2 separate regions of the Hordeum vulgare genome follow, and region 1 is linked to region 2. The links are chromatin contacts, called in public Hi-C maps. All regions are on one chromosome and are shown on one strand. The core of a region is the stretch at or near the end of the contact, and the rest is flanking DNA. Distances in the headings are between cores, read along the strand shown. Region 1 holds the start of LOC123427659 (probable protein phosphatase 2C 44). Region 2 holds the start of LOC123427656 (organic cation/carnitine transporter 7-like).

Evidence for each region. A called contact is a pair of places that touch in the nucleus more often than the background predicts.
Region 1: a Hi-C map of leaf shows a contact between it and region 2, with 3 times the contacts expected there. The contact joins the promoter of LOC123427659 here to the promoter of LOC123427656 in region 2. A contact is called at or near these places in 6 of 6 Hi-C or Micro-C datasets (leaf, seedling and an unstated tissue) and 1 of 1 datasets of contacts at active chromatin or transcription factors (embryo).

Annotation. Positions count from the first base shown.
Region 1 is chr2H:603,268,453-603,271,865 of MorexV3_pseudomolecules_assembly, reverse strand. It overlaps LOC123427659 (probable protein phosphatase 2C 44), which reads right to left and starts at 1,442. Exons shown (of 5, transcript XM_045111755.1): 1 at 916-1,442. The coding sequence starts at 1,044.
Region 2 is chr2H:603,129,794-603,132,922 of MorexV3_pseudomolecules_assembly, reverse strand. It overlaps LOC123427656 (organic cation/carnitine transporter 7-like), which reads right to left and starts at 1,572. Exons shown (of 6, transcript XM_045111753.1): 1 at 1,284-1,572; 2 at 1-221. The coding sequence starts at 221.

The DNA.
Region 1 (3,413 bases), core at 193-2,692, 140 kb before region 2:
CCAGGCTCGTAAATCGCAACTAATGAGAATTTCAGTAATCTAACAAGCTGACCCCCTTTTCTGGCGAGAACAAGCTGACCATTTTAAGAGTTCAAAACTTGCACCTTATTCTGTTGGATAACTTTTGCACAAATCGACACAAGAAACCAACAATTTTAAAACAAATATAGAACACGGAGCCTTCCTAGGTCCTACTATTAATTTTATACTTATAAGCAAATCGAAGGCAGCAGTGCGTGATTCCTTGCGGGTTTTGCTTAAGGCTAGTGGAGGAGTAGTGGCTAGACTAGACTAGACTAGACTGGACGTAGACGCGGTGCAAGGAAGGGTCCAAAAGGTGGACAGGTTGCTTACGGCTGGCATGACTTGCGTGAGTGCCGCACCCGCACCCGCACCCGCACCAGGTCAAAAAGTGGGAGCGATGCTCCCAAAGTCCAACTTGGCTTGGAACTTGCCAACCCAACCAAACCTTTCAAATCCCTTTATTATTATTTTTCTTCTTTTTTCTTTTTTGAGAAACCAAAGCTTTCAAATCCTGTGACCCCAAGTTTGCACCAGTTGTTGCAACCTTTTTACAGAATTTTATTTAACCGCCGCCAACAAGTAGCAGTAAAAAAATAGCCAGAAGTAAATCATGTGGTGGTGGTAATCGCTCGAAATCTCCTCTGCGCCGGTTGTAGAAGCTGATGATCGATTTTCGGTAGAGCAAAAGGAGGAATTTTTACGAGTTAACTCGCAGATCAACGCACCCAACCCAACCCAACCCAACCTGTCCTCTGTATTCATTCAATCAAACACCCCCAAAAAATCGAAACAGAAGTGTGTGTATATGTACAACTAGAGTATACGCGTGCAAGGAGGAGCTTTTGTATCAATTTTTAAAGCCCCGGCAGGGCGGGCGCGGTGGAAGCTTACCCGGATCATGTTGAGTATGTCGGGCCGCTTCCGTCCGCCGCAGGAGGAGGAGGACGAGGAGGAGGCGGCGGAGGGGGAGCAGGAGGCGGAGGACGTCGACGCCGTCTGCCGCTCCATCCGGCCGACCATAAGCCAAGAAGCACGAGCAACCGCCGCCGGCCCGCGCACCCGCAGGCCACAGCCACAAGACGGGGAGAAAGGGAGAAACTTGCTCGAGAAGACGAGGCGAGGTAGCGGCACACGGGCGGGGGTGGGGGGTGGGGGGGAAGGATGGAGAGATCTTTTGGGTTTTATTGTGGACTCCGCTGGGCTGGTGGCGATGTGTGTGTGACGACGGGTTGGCGTCTCCCCGGACGATTCCGTGGCCGGACGGACGACACTTGTGGTGGGAAGGCCAAGGCCGGGAAAAGCTTTGGGGTCGTTGGTTGTGCCGAGTACTAGTATTTGTGGTGGAGCCACGGCCCACAGCGACTGTGTGTGTGGGTGCCGCTACGAGAGGATGAGGGGGAGGAGGAAAATCGGCGGATCAACCGTCATCGGCAATGCAAGGCCGGCCAGGTATTTATATAGGCACACCATGTGGACTGGTTTTTCTTCCACGGCCCGGTTGGTTTCTCGACATGCTTCGGTTCATTGCGCCGTCGGACCCGCATCGGTTGCCTCTCCTGCGGTTCATGGTCGACGCGGACCTCATCTCCTCCCTATACCCATTTTCTTTCCTTCTCTCGAAATGGCGGCATATGGACGTCAAGGAGGTGATTGCCGGAGGTACCGAGCGGTACATCGCCGCGGATCTTTCCTTTTCATGGACACATATATTCTTCTTGTTTGTTTGATTTTTAACCTTGAGACAATGGTGGAGTCCTCCACTAATATATTTTTGAAAGTCATAAGAGCAACTTTAATGGGACGATCCATTTCGCCCGTGGTCGTCCGTTTGGGTCGGCGCGGGGAAAAATGATTACCCAACGCGCCGATCCATTGTCAAAACGCGTCCGCTTCACGTCCGCGCCAACCCATTTTCGATCCAAATTTGGGACTGAAATGCGTAGACGCGGACGCGCGCGCCCCTCGGTGTCCGCCCCCAACCACCGTGGTCAACATAATTTATGACAGCCGCCATCCTCGGACCCACGCGTCGGCGACCAAGCAAAGGCGTCTGCTGACGGCGGAGCAGCGGCGAGACCCCACATACGCGGCCGACTCCCCTAACTGGGAGGTGTGGTTCGCGGTGGAGCAGAGCCGCTGTGGCGTGCGCCAAGTGCAGCCAGGAGGCCCTCCGCCACCCTCGCCTGTCGTTAGCGACAAGGACCAGGAGGTTGAGGCCGCTTACCAGGCGACGCTCGCTGGAGTCCTCCGCGACAGCGAGGAAGAAACCCGACGCATGGGCGAAGAGGAGGCGGCGTACCAGAAGCAGCTCGCGGAGGCCATGGCACTGTCGGCCGCCGGCGACTGCGTCATGCCACCTCCGCCGGAGCCCGAGCCCGAGCCCGCGCTGCCGCGGAGGTCTACCAGTGGACCGGCGTCGTCCAGGAGTTCATCAGCGCGCCGCTCATCTGGCTGAGCGCGACCCCACTGTAGGAGCAGGCCTACCTCGAGCATTGGAGGTCGGTGCACCTGCAGGCGGAGCGCGCCAAAGGCCTGCGGCTCATGGAGCTGGAGAAGGAGGAGGAGGAGGAGCGTGCTCGTGCTGCTGCGCTGTCACCGCCACCGCCACAGCCTGCGCCGGCGGGGCAGACGACGAGGCACACGCAGTTGCGCTCTGAAACTCGGCGTTCCCCTGGGCCGGCCCTGCGGCAACGCTGGTCGACCTCACCGGCCCCGACGACGACGACGACGCTGCCTAGGGCTGCATGGATGCAGTTTTAGTTTTTTATTTAACGTAATGCGGACGCGACGTGTGGATTATCGCCGGTCTTCGTGGTCGGCTTTTAATGTTTAATTATGCATTATGTCTTCTTTTTTCTTGCCGGCAAAAAAAGGGTCCGGTCAGCGTTGGGTGCACGAACCGATACATTTGCGAAAGCGGACGTTCGTGTCCGCGTGGCTGACCCAAACGGACAAAAAGCGAACGAAATCGATGTCCGTTTGGGTCGGCCCGTTGAAGTTGCTCTAATTGCGGAATTATATGGGGGCCTCGCCCACAGGAGAAGAGAGGGGGCGCGACTAAGCACTAACTTACACTAAATGGCAAACAAGAATGGCGGGGCATCAAAGTGAGTTAAGAAAGGGGGAGATAAAATGCTCTACGCTCTCTCAGATCTACGAATCAACAAAGAAATATCCTCCTTCAATCAGGCTAGCCAGGGCTGACGAGAAGGCATAACCCCCATGAAGTGTTTGTTGTTTCGTTCTTCCCAAATACTTTATGTGGCCATAGTGAAAAGCCCCATATATATGCACATGTGCTTATTCTTTATAGTTCCTCCGTGGTGGATTAGTTGTAATATGTTCCCTGCGGTTGGCCATGAGATATATATAGAATTCCAGCATAGTGA
Region 2 (3,129 bases), core at 323-2,822:
ATTCCAACAAAAACAACACTTGTAATCATGCTTTCCTGGTGAGCAGTAAGATTCCATTCTAACTGAACTGATGGACCAACAAATGATAGCAGCATCATCTCCATTGCTTCAGCGATTAAGCCTATCCCAGCATAGGCGAGAATCAATATTTGGTACTTCCCAAAACCTGAAGATATAAGGGCGTCATCCACAGTATATGTGGCTGATTGTTCGTCCTCCATCTGAAAAATAGATATCATACTTGTTATTCATATAGCATCAGTCAGCAGAGTAAATCTAAAGATCTTATATCTAAGTCCAAGGCTGAAAATAAAAATTGGTGCATTTATTTTAGGGGATTTATTAGGCAGGTTTAATAAACATTTGTATTTCCTATTCCCTCCATTTATATGCAAAATCTAACATGAGACAGAAAAGAAAAGACATGTCTGAAAAAATGTAAGAAAAGGACAGGCAATACAAAAAAGGAGAGACACACTTTTCTTGCCCCACTCCACTAACTGATGAACTCATGCATGATGCATCATGTGTTGGGCATCAATGCGTTGGATATCAGATAGATCATACTAGACCCAAAAGCAGTGCAGGCACACTTTCTATTAACGTCGAAGCAATTTAAGCGTTAACACACAGAAACAAACAGGATGTCGGCATGCATCATGAGTGTTAGGCATCGATGCCCCGGACATTAGATAGATCATAGATCCAAAAGCATTGAAAACACGCTTTCCACTGATGTCGAAGCAACTTAAGCATGAATACACACACAAGCAGGATGCGAGCAAGAACAGACCCACCAACCAATCCACCAACTGTGACCAAACAAGCACGTGATAATCCAGAACAAGCACCGAACGAGAACCAAAACAAATCCAAGAGAGCATCAATGCCAATAGCGACGAGAAGCATTCGGCGCATCACATTGTCAATCTCTTTCTATGTGCTTTGCGCATTCCCGAAGCAAACGGTCAACTCGCCGCTCGCGACCGACACCAGGCTGGGACCGCCGAATCTGAAGAAATGGCGGTCGTGGATCCTCACCATTTTGATCGGTAGCTCGCCGGCCGGAACAGAGGGTGGCCTGGACAGCGGCGATCCTCAGCAAGCTGGGAGCATATCAAGCTCGGCCCTCGCCCCGCGCCCGGCGCCCGAGTGCCTGTCCGCCTGACCAAGATCCAAAACAAGAAACGGATGCACGCACGTCCGGATCACCACATAAGGCCACGCAAGACGAGAACGGGAGCTTGGCGAGAGGAAGAAGAAGAAGAGGAGAGGGAGCAAACCGGAGGGTGGGAGGGGTGCGTTTCTTGGATCTGCGCCGACGCAAGAAAGAAGCGCGTGATCCGGCAGGACGGGGGTGGTGGATCGGCCTGCCGGGCGGGGGAAGGAAATGGGCGGGGGAGGGATCGGAACGAATCCCTTGGCGCCGGTTAGGAATCAACCGACGACGGGTCTTGTCTGGCGATTTGTCTCCTCCGACGTTGTGGGATGGATGGCGGGTCTGGGTCGTAGGTTGGCGGCGTGGCCCCTGCGGTGTGGGGATGGGGAGGAAGGAGATGCGGTATGGAGCCCGCGGTATGACCGGACCCGAACGGGGGAGCTTGGAACTTGGAAACGTGCCCGCGGTCAACGCCGGGGTACAGTGCGCGGCACATGGGCGCGTGGTGACTTCCGCGCTTTGCGTTGCGTGCTGCCACGGCGTCGTCGGCGTGGTACGGCTCTCGCCGCGAGAGGTCTTGACCGTGTCCGGGGACGAAGGTTCGGCGCGCGAATTTGACTTGATCTGTGCTTGCGTGCTGCGTCCTCCTGCTCGTTCGTGTTTAGCGGCAGGCTACAGTCGGTGGATATGCTTGATTTGCAGGGGGGCTTAAATGGGTGGCAACAGTTGATGCAGTACGATTCGATGTCGAGTTGCTATGATATCATACGTGTTTTCATTTACCTATTTGACTCCAAGAGCCGCATGCGCTTTTTATGTGTTACTAGACTAGAAGGGTTGTGTGCATTTTGCTGTGTTATTATTTGTGATCTTGGAAGTCAATTAGAAAAACAGTTTGGCATGTGAGATAGATATAATGGTGTATGCTTTTTTATACTCCCTCTGTTTTCAAAATGATTGTCTTAACTTTATACTAGCTCTAGTACATAGATATAATGAAGTATTAGGCTTGAGACACTTATTTTGAAACGGAGGAAATAAGTGTTAATTACATTGATGATGCTAGAACTTGATACAAACGATCATTTTGGTTGTAAAGCTGGTATACATTAAGGTGATGCAATAACTTAGTTTTGATGTGCAGATGTAGTGGTTATCTTGTTGGTATACCGAATCGGCATTTACTAGGCGTGTGGGGGTTTGTTGTCAGCCACTAGACCAAGGAGAAATGACGTATGGCTTGATTTTCTAAAGGAAAAAACCTTAAAATATATATTTTCACAAAAAAAACATGTTGACATGGGAGAGGCGACATTTTATTATATTTTCATCTCTATGACTAGTGATTTTATTTTATCACTTGTATGATCAGTTGGTTTCATCTCTTAGGAGAGAGAGTGAGAATTACACGAAGAAGGGTAGGCATCACCTCTAAAACCCACAACCTACACCTAGCAAGCAGTTCGGCTGCAAGTCCACCCATATGACATGGACGCAAGTAGAGCTTAAATGGAATGCATATAATGCAGCCCATTTTGCACCTCTTTGTTTTAAAAGAAATGTAGAAAATATATAAATTATAATCTTAGTAACAAAATAAACATCTGAATATTCGTGTATACAAAAATTGTACACACAAAGGAAATAAATTATTTTTAAAAATTGTCCAGTATGATTTTGGGGAATATCCTTGAATGTTGTCGATCCTAACTCCTAAGACGTCTCTTCTCGTCAAAAAAATGAGGAATATGCTTTTCTTGCCTATGAGGTTTTTGCGAGGCGTGCATGCATGGTTATAAATATTTTCTTCGTCTCCGTTCGGGTGTTGTTGAGGTGTTCATTTCCAACCCAGATCTCCACCGGTATGAGAGAAAGATAATTCATTCGTTATTGATTAAGGTTGCATCCTAAATATCAATTTTAAATATTTAATAGGTAAAATAACATCATATTTAGATTCTACACGTTTT